4 separate regions of the Sus scrofa genome follow, and regions 1, 3 and 4 are each linked to region 2. Evidence: chromatin contacts called from public HiChIP or PLAC-seq data. All regions are on one chromosome and are shown on one strand. Each heading gives the region's core, a stretch centred on a gene start, on an enhancer-like site or on the middle of the called end of the contact. The rest is flanking DNA. Distances are from core to core; before and after follow the strand shown. Region 1 holds the start of SEC62 (SEC62 homolog, preprotein translocation factor). Region 2 holds the start of SKIL (ski-like protein). Region 3 holds the start of RPL22L1 (60S ribosomal protein L22-like 1). Region 4 holds the start of LRRC31 (leucine-rich repeat-containing protein 31).

The links. HiChIP or PLAC-seq counts read pairs in DNA pulled down with a chosen protein or histone mark.
Region 1: an H3K27ac HiChIP or PLAC-seq map of alveolar macrophages shows a contact between it and region 2. The contact joins the promoter of SEC62 here to the promoter of SKIL in region 2. A contact is called at or near these places in 2 of 5 promoter capture datasets (fetal liver and liver), 2 of 47 Hi-C or Micro-C datasets (embryonic fibroblasts and heart right ventricle) and 2 of 2 datasets of contacts at active chromatin or transcription factors (alveolar macrophages and skeletal muscle).
Region 3: a contact with region 2 is called in an H3K27ac HiChIP or PLAC-seq map of alveolar macrophages. The contact joins the promoter of RPL22L1 here to the promoter of SKIL in region 2. A contact is called at or near these places in 1 of 5 promoter capture datasets (fetal liver), 1 of 47 Hi-C or Micro-C datasets (embryonic fibroblasts) and 1 of 2 datasets of contacts at active chromatin or transcription factors (alveolar macrophages).
Region 4: an H3K27ac HiChIP or PLAC-seq map of alveolar macrophages shows a contact between it and region 2. The contact joins the promoter of LRRC31 here to the promoter of SKIL in region 2. A contact is called at or near these places in 1 of 47 Hi-C or Micro-C datasets (embryonic fibroblasts) and 2 of 2 datasets of contacts at active chromatin or transcription factors (alveolar macrophages and skeletal muscle).

Annotation. Positions count from the first base shown.
Region 1 is chr13:108,658,865-108,662,056 of Sscrofa11.1, reverse strand. SEC62 (SEC62 homolog, preprotein translocation factor) reads right to left here and starts at 1,571. Exons shown (of 8, transcript NM_001105305.1): 1 at 1,536-1,571. The coding sequence starts at 1,571.
Region 2 is chr13:109,028,240-109,031,692 of Sscrofa11.1, reverse strand. SKIL (ski-like protein) reads right to left here and starts at 1,862. Exons shown (of 7, transcript XM_021069796.1): 1 at 1,686-1,862; 2 at 1-90.
Region 3 is chr13:109,497,551-109,500,807 of Sscrofa11.1, reverse strand. It overlaps RPL22L1 (60S ribosomal protein L22-like 1), which reads left to right and starts at 1,313. Exons shown (of 4, transcript XM_003358680.5): 1 at 1,313-1,452; 2 at 3,220-3,257. The coding sequence starts at 1,444.
Region 4 is chr13:108,548,582-108,552,071 of Sscrofa11.1, reverse strand. It overlaps LRRC31 (leucine-rich repeat-containing protein 31), which reads left to right and starts at 1,780. Exons shown (of 9, transcript XM_021069772.1): 1 at 1,780-1,935. The coding sequence starts at 1,924.

The sequences.
Region 1 (3,192 bases), core at 322-2,821, 370 kb after region 2:
AGTCACCACCACTACTATATAGGTTATCTTTCTGCTTAATACGAGGTCACACTAGAAATAAAGCAGCTCTTCAAAGTGAATTAGGATCACGTTTACAACAATTTTAAGAACAGCTGATACTGTAAAAATGACATTTTTTTAAGGCCACAAAATGCACCATTCATGCAAAGATAAGTCTTGGAAGTACTAATTTCACAACTTCAATACAAATTCTAATAAAAGGTTTATGTATCCATGTCTGACCAATAATACTAAATTTTGAAAGACGAGGAACAGTATAATTAGAAACTTCTTTAATACTCTTAAGCTTTGCTTTTATGACCTGTCTGAAATTGGGGGAATCTGTCTCTTTCTGATCCCCTTCTTTGCTCTTTTTGAAACTCCTTATTTCTGCCCAACTCCAAATTTACTGATCACTGGCATCTTTTTCTTTTTTTCTAGTACTTAAAAGTTTTTAGGAGAATTTTAACTTGCATAGCTCAAATCACCTGTGGTGTAAGCCAGACAAGAGATTAACTTTTAAAAAATGGGTAAATAAAAATTTGACAGAGCGCCATTCTAAACAATAACATAGTAAGGAACAGAGAGACAATGATGAGTGTAACGATTTATGATTAGTGTATTAACAATTTACAATGTGATATCAACTTATGATGACCCATGAAGGTTTCTAGGCACACAAGCTAATAATGAGACAATACAGAGCCTAAGATGTTCCACGTATTTAATCCTGTTGGCAAAGAGCAAGAACAACAGGGGGGAAATTGCAAAGAAGAAATACACAGATGACAGGCATGTGGAATGAGGGAGGGATGCTATGTAGGTTATGAGGATGACACACTGGCATGCGAAAGGTTTCTGGGCGCAACCCGCTCGCTGCAGTACGGAAGTTGTGTTTATTTACACTCTGTCGCCTGAAAGAAAGCTGGAAAGCTTCAACTGGACTCAAGTTAATAACAGTGAGAAGAAAGGAGGGTTCACGCAAACGAACATCTGGATCGCCGCCTGGGCCCCCGGGGCAGCTGACCAAACCCAGATCACTCCTCCCCACATACGGTCCTCGTATTTGCGCACAAAGAACTGGCAGCTTTAGGTCGGTCCTCCGCTTCCTTCTACCCTATTTACTGTGGCCTTAATTTGGGGACAGTCAAGACGAAAGGATGGGGTGGAGAAGGGAGGGGAGGAGCCCGGGGAGGGTCGGTGTCGGCGCTCGGCGGACGTGGACCTCCTAGGGCAGGCCCCTGCCGGCGCCACCACCGGAACCCTGGGCTGGCGGCCGCGCCTTCGCGTCCGATTCCGAGAGCGGCGCCTCGGGTCTTCCTCCGCTGCCCCAGTATCTCCGCCTCAGACACCACCGTCGCCAGCACCGCCCTCCCTCAGGCCCCTCACTTCGACGCAGCCCGTAACCAGCGGGCTCGCGGCGGAACCCCACCCCACCTCGCCCTCGACTTCGCTTGCCCTTCCCGGGAGCTTTCCCTGCTTCTTCCATTTTCAAGCGCCCTAAAGTCTCCTATCCCAGGGCTCGACTTTGCTACCTGAATCCGCTTCTTGTGCCGCCTGCGTTCCGCCATGTTGGCCGCTCCTCCCGGTTCCCTCTGACGTGGAGCGAGGCGGGGGCGCTGGAAACCTCGCGAGAGCGCGCTGCTGAGCCCGTTATATAACCTGGCGGCTGGCGGCGGGGGAGGGAAGCTGGCGAGAGGCGGATACCCAGGCGAGCCCCGGGAGTATTGGCAGCGCCTTGTCTCCCGTTTTTCTTCGGTTACTTTTGTTGCAGGAACTGGAAATCGCTGGGACCAGAAGGAAGTTGAAAAGTAGATCAAAGGACGTAAGGACTGGAAAAAGTCTTCCGTTCTCAAAACTGACTGAGCATCTGACACCTGGGAAGCTACTGAAATACAGATTCCCGGGCCCCACCCCCCTAGGAGTTGGTTCGTTTTGGGTGGAGCCTTTCACAGAGGATTTATAGACGTCTCTAACTGTGGCACTCTCTTGCCAATGAGCCCTGTCCTATCCATTCCCCACGTGTAAATTCTAAGCCCACTTTAAAGATGGGAAAGCTGAGACCACAGAGGTGCAGCGACATGAACTAAGTTATCGAAGGCTCCACAGTTGGTAGACGACGGCACAGCCGAAATCTAAGCCAATTATCTTTCCTTGTGCAATGTTGGGGGTAGTCAGGTTCATCTGAAACAAACTTTCGATTCGCTATTCCGTTTTTGATGTTGCTTCTGAAAACGCACCTTTAGAATCCAAGAGTCAAAGAGAACCCAGGGAAATAGAAGCAACTAATGAATAGGAGAAAGATTCTTAAGAATTGGGAATGAAGAAGATTGCAGGTTACTTTGAATCTGGTGAATTTACTGCTGTAACTATTATTTTAGAGGTACCTAGATCAAAGAGAATGGGCTTAAAATGCTAGTGTTTTTAGATAGAAATTCCCATGATTTTATGGAAATTTTAAAGCATTTTAAATGGTAAAAAATTGGGAAAATACAGAAAAGACAAAAATAAAAACCCCTAACGCTACCGCCCAGAGATCTGTTATTATTTTCTTCCAGTATTTTTTCCTACTGTGTGTGTGTATATTTGTATTTACATGTTTCTCAGTTCCTCCTCAACTGAAAATATACTGCATATGTTATGCAGTAGCCTTTTTTTTTCACTTAATGCTATGTTGAGCATTTATTATATCATTTAAAAGTTCATTTCCCATATTATATATGTAACCTAATAGCAATTAAATATTAAGACAAATAGTATCATATTGATGTCTATTGTTTTATAAAATAAGATGGCTGAAGTTCTTTTCTGGACTAGGCAATTATGCACTCTCAGGGCAGGGTCAGCAAGTCATTTAATTCCTTTCCCCCCTATAATTAATAATTAGGGTATATATAGTCAGAGATGGGGTGAAAAAAAGATGATTCCTATCAGTCAACCCAAAACATAACACTGGGTATGAAATGTCTTTATTTCCTTCAGTCCTTCTCTCCATCCAAAAGGAGGATAGAACTGTTTGGTATTGTTTCATTTAGAGAACATGGATTCTTTTCATAGGAAAGTTTGTTTATAAATGAAAGTATTATTGCACTTAATAGATGCTGAATGCCTACCAGATTCAAAATGCTAGGCTAGGACTATGATGGGGAAGAAAACCATTTGTGGACAATGATGCTACTGCCCCACCTCCTT
Region 2 (3,453 bases), core at 613-3,112:
CCACTTGAATTTCTACAATTAAAAATGAAACTTAAAGAAAAATTGCCCAGTTATCTTCAAGGATTACTGTTCATTCTTCTTTTAATTAATCTGGAAGAGAAGGGGGTGGAGGAGTTACATTTGAATTTGCTCCAGAGGCCAAAGGGTCAGTTTGAAACTAGTTTCTTAATCTTAAACTGAGTTCACTTTACCAAAGGTGACACTTGAGTGATTTCTTTAAATCTAACACGAGTTAACTAGAAGAACCTTCTTTTAAATAGGAAAGCAATTTGGAGAATGGGTGAAGGGAGAAATAATGTCCTTCAAAAGAGGGAGGGCTACTCCAACTCAGAACAGGAAGAACCTTAAACAGATCATCTTAGTCAAAACTCAGTACTACAGACTTTCTCGATTATGCCATTTTAACTAAAATAATCTATTACTTCTCTTATTTTAAGTCAGATTCATCCAAAAAATCATATACTAGTTAACATATCCACCATATATAACTAAGTTACAACTTTAAGTGAATAATTCATCTAGTCAGTGTATGCTATTTTTCTGGAATGACTGTAGGAAAAAATTAACTTTCCCTTTAAAAGGTTAGCGAATTTGCTTAATGGAAGCCAAAAGCTATAGACACCACTCCTGGGAATCTCCATCCTTGAACAAGACTAATCCGGGACAAAAAGCACAAGGCAGACAGACCTCACAAAGAATGCAAATGGAGGAAGAAGGAAAAAGAAAAGATTCTTCTTCCACTTCCTTCTTGAGAAAAAAATCCAAAAGAAATCCAATAAAGAGAAATTTCTGCCTCCCAAACTCCGAGCAATTTACCTTACAACAGACCCAAAGGGTTAAGGACCAAGGCCACTAGCCAACGTACTGACTTTCACCCACCCACCACAGGAACACCCCTGCCCACGCAAGCGAAGGAAGAGGGCAGGAGGCATGACCTAGAATGGGGGAGCCCCCAAGCCCTGAAATCCTCCGCCCACGCAAAGCCACCCACCCATCTCAAATCCGAGGGGGAGGCAGGGAGCAGAGAGCAAAGGACCTGGGACGCCCTGGAGCGTGCAAGGGGGTGGTGGGAAGTGGAGGAAGAGGAGTCTCCCAACCCCCACTCGCGGTCTGGGAACACCCCAATGCCCTCCCAACACCGCTCCGCTGGGAGAACTGTGGAAACCCCCCCCCGCACCCTCTCCCCGGGAAGTTCTCGGGTGTTACCCTAGCAGCCCTAACGCTGCATCTACCCCCGCCCCGCGCCCAGGGCCAGAAGGGAGAGGGGTCAGCGGGCTAGTGGGGCGCGAATCGGGATCCCCGCGCCTGCGGGCGCCGACGCAGCGGGTCGAGCCTGAGGCATCCCCGCGGAGCGCAGACTGGCAGCTGGAGGGGGGGGTGGCGGTGACGGGCGTCCCGGTCTCCGGGGTCCCGACGGCTCCGGTCAAGTGCAGCGCCCTGCCCTTGCCCTAGTCCAGGAACAGCGAAGTATGACCTGCCGGGGGACACCCGACCAGCGCCCCCACCCCGTGGTCCCAACCCCACCCGGGACCCGCGCATCCGGACCCCCGACTCCGGCCTCCAAGCCCTGGGAAGCCCGACGAGCTTTGTTAACTCCCCACTACCCCCGGCGCCACCGTCGGGCGGCCCTTGGGGCCACGCGCCCTTGCCTCCTGCCGCGTCCCCACCGCGAGCCCGGGCCGCACCTGTGCCCGCCGCCGCCGCCGCCGCCGCCGCTCGCCCGCTCCCCTCGGCAGTGCCGGCGCCGCTCCGAACCCCACACACATCGCTACACACAGCCCTCTGACGTCACCGAGCCCTCGGCCCGCCCACGTCACTGCGGAGACACACGGCTTCCCGCAGACGCCGCCGCCGTCTCCGGCCGCCCGGGGGAGAGCGAGGGCGGCGGGGCCGGGGGGGGGGGGGGGAGGGAGGGAGGGAGAGGAACAGAGCCAGCAGCGGCACCGCGCGCGCGGGCCCGCCGCCGACGCCTCGCGGCTCCTAGCCCCGCGGGGACGCGCGCACCGTCTGGCCTATTGTGGTTCCAAAGGGCTCTCCTGGCCCGTCGTCTGGCGCGCGCGCCCCTCCCCCCAGGCGCGCGCCCCTCCCCCCAGGCGCGCGCCCGGCGCTCCTCGCCCCCCGCGCCGTCTGGGCGGCTGGCGCGCGACGCTGTCTGCGGTGCACTCGGCGCAGACAGGATGTTCCCTCCCCGCCCCACCCCCACCGCCGCCCTCCCTCCTTCCTTCCTCGAGTCGCCCAGCCGGCTGTCTGGCCGCCACCGCCCCGCCCCCGCCCCACCCGCTGCTCGGTGGTGACGGGCCAGACCCGGGGGCGCCCTGGTCGCTCGGTCGCTGCGCTGCAAGGCAAGTGGGGGCAGGGCGGCCGCGAGGTGCACTGTGCGCGACCCCAGCAGTCTGCCGGGCGGAGACAGGGCCGGCCCGGCCGAGGCCACCGCCCGAGGTCAGGCACGGGCGACCCTCCCCCCTGCGGGGGCCGCAGCTGGGCCGCCCCGCCCCGGAGGCAGCCGGGTGGCGGCCGCCCAGCCGCGCCCCCCTTGAGGGCCCTGCGCGCGGGGGCTGCTCCCCCGCCTCCCCGGGGCCTCCCGCCTGAGGGCCGCCCAGCCAGCTGCCCGCGCTGCGCTCCGCCCCACCCCGGCGGCCCCCGCCTTGCCTGGGCCGCCTCCGCCCAGACGCCTTCCCAGGGCTGACCTCCTCCGCCATCGGGCCGGGCCCGAGGGCTGGCCGAAGTTCCGGCAAAACCGAGAAAGAACATTTTTGTCTCTACTTCTCAGCTACCCTCCCCCCACCCCCTCACCAGACTGCTCTCTCGGCTCCAAAAGGGAGCTAGAAATTACATGTTTCTCAGTATTATACTGAAGGGTTTGGGGTTTTGTTTTGGAGAACACGAGAAAGCTCCTACTGAAGAGCTTTCGGCTGTAACCCTCAGGGCCGAAAAGAGTGGTCTCCTTGGTCAGTGTTTCGCGGCAGCCAGTTAGCGCATTAAACTCTGCGGAGCTGCTCCGTCCTATTTCGAAACACCAAGAAAAACCCCTTTTTTTCACCCCACCGCAAAATCAGGAACTGAAATAGTCCCCCAGGTCTCTGTGCACCGAATTCAGAAGACTCGAGCTTTGTCCCCCACCTTTTTAAATTTCTTTTTGTCCATTCTTATCCAATTTTTCCTGGCTTTGCTGCTTCGAGGTCACTCATGGGATCTACATTTGGAGCCAGCTGACTAGGAATATTGCTGCGCTCATAGATTATTTTTTTCCCCCTCTTTTCTCTCCAACCGGCCTACCAAAGGCTCACAAGCCTCTCGCTTCCTCCACTCCCAAGTTCTGTCCCTCACAGCCCCATCCCCCCCTGCTCCCGGGTCGTGCCCCTTCTTCTACCCCCCACCTTCCCCTCCTCCTTGACTGCCTCCTTTCCAGAACATGAATAATTCCGCAGCACTTCCCATCTGTTATTGCCATAG
Region 3 (3,257 bases), core at 64-2,563, 470 kb before region 2:
TCTCGCGGGAACCTCTGTACTAACACTTATTTACACATGCACAACCTAAAAATACAAGGCAGTTACCACCCCAGGGACAACCCCTGACCAATGGGGGACAGGAAACTGGGGAAAAACGCTCCTCTCTCCTAAAAGAGAAATAGACAGAATGTAGGTTTGGGCATAAAGGGTATCTGTCACAATTGTCATTATTTTTTCCTGAGATGTATGGTAGCATTCACTGGTGAAGATATCTGGGTGTTTTTCCTGTGGAAAAGTTTTAATTACAAATTTATTTAAAAGATATAGGACTATTCAGATTTTCTGTTTCTCCTCATGTAAATTTTAGGTTGTATTTTTCTAGGTATTCATTTAACCTAATTTGACATATTCTGGCATACAGTAATTTCAACTGTTTTCTTTTTTTAATTTTTTTCTTTTCTTTTTAGGGCCACACACTCGCAGCACATGGAAGTTCCCAGGCTAGGGGTCAATCAGAGATACAGCTGCCAGCCTATGCCGCAGCCACAGCAACGCAGGATCCTAGCCACCTACATTAGAACTCACCGCAAGGTTGCCTCCTTAACCCACTGAGCGACGTCAGGGATCCAACCTGCAACCTCATGGTTACTAGTTGGATTCGTTTCCGCTGCACCACAATGAGAAAACTGCCAAACTGTTTTCCTTTTTAACTGAAGTATAACATATACATTTACAGAAAAGTACACAGATTATAAATTTACAGCTTGATGAATTTTCACAAACTACACATATTCATGTAACCCACCACCAAGATCAAGAAACAGACCACTACTAGATCTAGATGGAAGTCAGGTGTCCTAGGATTAACTCTAAAGCCTATAAAACCTATAAAATAAGAATAAATTACAAAATGTGAACAGATGAGTACTACATATTTTTCTCTTAAAGGTTTTTTTCCCCCTCAAGAATCTAGTTTATTTTGGCTCTCTGAAACACTGATTTCCCTCAAGAGTCATTTAGAAAACTCATAGTCAAAACATAGATAAATAAAGTTTTTGCTGGAAGACTATAAATGCAAAATAAGACAGGAAATCCCAAAGCAACCTGAGACATTGCCTTGACTTGACTGGAAAGAAGATCCAGGCGATTAGTGACTAATGTTTCCTGCTTCCTCGGTGTGTGCATCTGAAGAAGCCTCCCTGCAAGCAACCGCAGAGACCACTGTGGTCAACCAGCGTGCTGTCCCCAGCAGTGTAAAACTGCGAATCATTTCAACTACAGCCGCTGGCCGGTGCTCCTACGAAACCTGAGCGCCTCCAGGCCACGCCCTCGGTTTCCTGGGTTACTAGCCTCCAAGCACCTCCCAAGGTCTGTTCCGGGAGGCGGTGATCTTACGTTCTCGACGCGTGACTCAGCACGCTTTGGTATAAATACGTGCTGCCGGAAGACGCTTTCTCTCTTACCGCGTGGCCGGCCTCCAACATGGCGCCGGTGAGTGAACGTGATCTCGCCGGGAATTCTTACTTTGATGTAGATGTGTGTTTCAGGTGGCGAGTTGGGGGAGGCTAGTTCTAGATAAAGAGTGGTTAGAATTGGAGACTTGGGTCAGGAACACAACCAAGATTAAGGTTGTAAGTTTTTTCCTGACTCTTGACAACTGCTACGCGGCGAGGGCCCGGTATTGGCTTAGGATGGGTCGTGGTGGGAGCGCAGGAAAAGCGGAGGCACGACGGTGAAGGGGGCTAATAGAACAGCATTTGGGCTTTGTTTTTTCTCCCTGGTGCATGGTAAGGCAGTTGCTACTCTTTACAGTGGAAAGCAGATGTGGGTAATCGAGCGGGTCTTATAGCCTTACGAGGGCGGAGGGAGATAGGCGTCTCTCATTTCCCAGGATAGCCGCGGTTGTAGAGGTTTCAGAGAACTTTAGAACTAAGTTGGGGGAAAAGTTTGTTAACCTCACAAAGGAATTTTTTTAAAACGTGAAAGTCAACGACTCGGGCAAATATAAATGTTTGCTTCAAAGGTTTTATTGACCAGGGGACCAGTAAGGTCTTAAAGCTGGTCCAAAGAGCGTTTGAAGTGTTAGGGTAAAATTGCTGGGTTATATACAAAACTAGATAATGTGCAAAGGGGCCATAAGCCCTCTGGGCATATTTGTTCCACCGACAAATTATTTGCATTTCTGAAGTTAACTGATGGCCCAGCAGAGCTGTAAATTGCTCGGTCAAGCCCAGCTCCTGGGAATCGCTATTAACTGTTCGAAAGTTTAGGATGAATTTTTTTGGCACAAGTCTAAGGTAAAAAATAGCAGTTTAAGTGGCATTTTTTGGTGGGTGGATTTTAATGTGTAACTTTATTCTGTGGTATTGTTCGAAAAGTTTAGAGTATGGTAAACAAAGTACTTTTTCTTTTTTTTTTTTAAGACCACCAGACTGGTATCCTTTTCCTCACCCATAACAGCATTAAGGTTTAATTCCTTAGAATAAAATATCCTATTCTTGCATGAAGCTTAAGTTTTTCACGAAACTTTTCTTGATAACTTGAAACAATGTGAACCTGGTTAGAGGTCCAAACCAACGCAGATAGGTATTTATTAGTTTTGACTTGTAATAGAAAATAGATGCTTTTAGTCTCTTCCAATTGCAAAATAGGATTCTTTAGGAATCTTCTGATGAAGGAAACTGAAAGTATACTTTTTTTTTTTTTTTTTTTTTGTCTTTTTGCTGTATCTTGGGCCGCTCCCGCGGCATATGGAGGTTCCCAGGCTAGGGGTTGAATCGGAGCTGTAGCCACCGGCCTACGCCAGAGCCACAGCAACGCGGGATCCGAGCCACGTCTGCAACCTACACCACAGCTCACGGCAACGCCGGATCGTTAACCCACTGAGCAAGGGCAGGGACTGAACCCGCAACCTCATGGTTCCTAGTCGGATTCGTTAACCACTGCGCCACCACGGGAACTCCCTGAAAGTATACTTTGAGCTTTCTTGAGTATTATTGCACTTGTAAGACACTTGAATGATGAATAAGTGAAATTTCCATTGGACTTCATGTAACTTAGTTTTAACCAAATTAATGAGTGTACTCCATAGTGTGGCTTTGTATGTCCAATAGATGTTAAGCAATTTTTTAGAATTTTGCACCATTTCATATATATAGCCTCACAGTACATTGTACATCACTGAGCTGGTATAGATTTTTGGCTTTGAATAAAGTGAATAAATGGTTGTAGAGAGCCATAATTATATTGCCTTTGTAGAAGAAAGACAAGAAGCCTAAGAAGTCAACCTGGAAGTT
Region 4 (3,490 bases), core at 531-3,030, 480 kb after region 2:
CATTTCTAAGTGTGCAGTTCAGTAGTGTTAAATGTATTCACATTGTTTTGCAATGAATCTCCAGAACTTTTTCATCTTTCAAAACTACACTCTTACAAAACTCCCTGCTTCCCCCTCCCTCAAGCCCTGGCAGCCGCAGTTCTACTCTCTAATTCCATGAATTTGACTCCTATATATACACCTGATACTGTAAGTGGAATCATACAGTATTTGCCTTTTTGTGACGGGCTTTTTTTCTCTTATGTTCTCGTTTCATTTATGTTGTAGCACGTATCATGCTTTTTAATGAAGTGACTTTTGTGGAGAAAGAATAATGCCTTGCCCTTTAACAAGCAACACCTAAAACATGATTCACTCTGAAACACTGAATCAAAAATGCCATTGAAAGCATTCCTCAGAAATTTTAAATATATGTTAAGCCCAAACCTAAGTATGGAAAAGGGAAAAAAAATGGATTCCTCGCTTTTGCAAAAATAAATAAAAATCACTTAACTGCCTGAGAAATAATTTGTCAAGCATATATTACCCTTAGGGTTTCATGGCAAATGAACTTACTTACTGATAATACAGTAAATATTGACAGTAAATACTCAAGTAAATGCCAGCCATTAGCTTTTCCAAAGGGCTCTTAAGTGAATGCCTCTGATTCTAGGAAAAGAGGCAAACCTGTTTTCAGCCGCTGTCGTCTGGTTGCTATGTTGTGATCTGGAAATATCCTCAAATTCAGTTTCCAGGGTTTACCTTCACAAAGTAAAACCTAATGCAGATACAAGAGAAAGCTGGTCTGAAATCTTGAGTTGGTGTGGGAAGCCTGAGTACTTGTTCAAGTTTGTATATAAAGAGGAATTTCTCAAACATGCTCTGAAAAAAATGATTGTTTTTCTAAGTGTGAGCCTGGTAACCTGTTGCTTGGACCACTGTAGTATTAAGAAACTCATGGACTTAGAGAATAGATTTGTGGTTGCCAAGGGGGAGGGGGAGGGAGTGGGATGGATTGGGAGCTTGGGGATGATTGATGCAGACTATTGCCTTTGGAATAGATTAACAATGAGATCCTGCTGTGTAGCACTGGGAACTAAGTTTGGTCACTTTTTTTTTTTTGGTCTTTTTGCGATTTCTTGGGCCACTCCTGCGGCACATGGAGGATCCCAGGCTAGGGGTCCAATGGGAGCTGCAGCCGCCGGCCTACACCAGAGCCACAGAAACACAGGATCCGAGCTGCATCTGCAACCTACACCACAGCTCATGGCAACACCGGATCCTTAACCCACTGAGCAAGGCCAGGGATCGAACCCACAACCTCATGGTTCCTAGTCAGATTCGTTAACCACTGAGCCACGATGGGAACTTCTGTTTGGTCACTTATGATGGAGCATGATAATGTGAGAAAAAAGAATGTATACATGTATGTGTAACTGGGTCATCATGCTGTACTGTAGAAAAAAATAATAATAAAAGGTAAAAATTAAAAAAAAAAAAAAAAAAAGGATGCAGTTCCTTCCCCTTCTCTCCCAAGGCTGCCTTCCTCATGTTCCTCCATTTGATTCCCTGTCAGGCTCTCAGTTGCTTCCTTCTCCTGCCTTGACCTCCTTTCTGCCTTTCTCACTCCCTACCGTGTTTCATTTCCTCTTCTGTTCTCTTGAGTCCTGCATGGTTTCTTACCTCCCCCCCGCCCCACCCACTCCCAGGCCCTTCTGCTCTGCAGTGGATGTGTCTGCACAGAAAACCTGGCAGGGCCTTGCTAGCTGGGTGGGGTTTCATTGCGTAAATTACCACATCCTGGAACATCATCCAGCCATGTTTTCTTATGACTTGGAAGTTGGAGTCACAGCAGTTAAGGAGGGGGAAAAATGAAACCATTTCCTGGGATGGCTCTCCAGAGAACAGTTGTGCATAAATCTCCAAAAGGTAAAATGAGTGAAAATGACCATGGAGGTAAGTCTTGGGTGGGGGCTAGAGGACTAGTGGAAGGAAAAGGGCCCCTGGGGTGATGGTGGAATCAGGATGGCACAGCCAGGGCTGCAGGTTGTGGCTGGATTCACAAACCAAAATTCTCCCTTTCCCACCTAACCTACTGAGGCTTGGTCAGCTGAGGGGCTGTGGCTGGGACAACTGTCTGTTTTCATTGCTGTCTGTTCCTATGTAAATCTGGACCAGATCCTGCTCTAGTTTGAAAAGAAAAGAAAGAAGGAAGGAAGGAAGGAAGGAAGGAAAGAAAGAAAGAAAGAAAGAAAGAAAGAAAGAAAGAAAGAAAGAAAGAAAGAAAGAAAGAAAGAAAGAAAAGGATGCCCAGTTGTGACTTCTAAAATGATACTCCAGGTATACCGAACATTCCATCACCCAAGCGTGAAGGTGGGCTCTGCAGGGTTATTTTGAGGATCCCCTGTGTACAAAGTATTTCTTGAACCCTTCTAGAACATGGTAGTACAGAAAGACCTATTTTATAGGGAGGAAGAAAAGAACATAATAATTTCAAGAATATCTATTCAGCTCTGGCCTAAAGAAGGAATCTAAATTGGATTAACAGAAGCTAAAATTTCATTTACAGTTTATCCCTTTAGTTTAAGTCTTAAACGCTCCGTAAAATGTAAGCAAACCCTGAGAAAGATAACAGCTTGAACCTTATGAATCTTGGATCTCAACTCACCTACCTCTAACCTCATACATCTTTGCTCCAGACAAACCATAATTCACTTCTTGAGGCAACCCCAGGCTCTTTTAGGCCTTCATGCCTGGAACCTTTTGAGCCTGTTTTTTTCTGCCTGGGACACTTTCCTCTCTCCTCTCTTTTTAGCTGTCTCAATTCTCTAATACACATGCAAGGTCACTCGCTGCTCAAAGGCTGTGCTCCAAGCCAGGCTTAGTCCAGCTGAGGCTCCTTAACTAAGTAGGTCTTTCCTCCCTGGTGGCCTTTGACCCAGTGTCATCACTAGTATACAGGGCCAACTTTCCACCAGGTTAAGACTGCAAAGTCATGAGCTGTGTCTTGTTCATCATTGACTCTCTTGTTTCGAGAACAGTATCTGGCCCACAGTAAATTTTGTTTATGGAGTGAATTAATTCTTTACTGCCAATGTGTTTTTCATGGGGTTGGGGTGCAGGGCTAGAGTAGAGAAGGTGAAAATGCCAAGAGAAAAAGAAAAGGACTGCAAAGAGATGAGGCTGGGATCACTAGAGGCAAACTCCTTTGAGTGACAGTTTTGTAAAGGACCCAGACAGCTTAGTAGTATGCCAAGGCTCTTAAACTATCTCTCTTAGAAGGTAATGCTAATTGACTGATGAAATTTAAAAGGTATTGACATATTTAATGCCCTTGCCAAAGTGGTGTTTAATAAACTATCTCATACAATAAAATAGGGCAAAGTTTAAAACTCAAATTTGCTTCGGATTTATATCTGCTACCATCTGTTCCCGGATCCTGGGTTACATCATCCTTATTTTTATGTTAAACATTACCAGCAATAAAAACTGAGGAGGGGAATAAAAATTC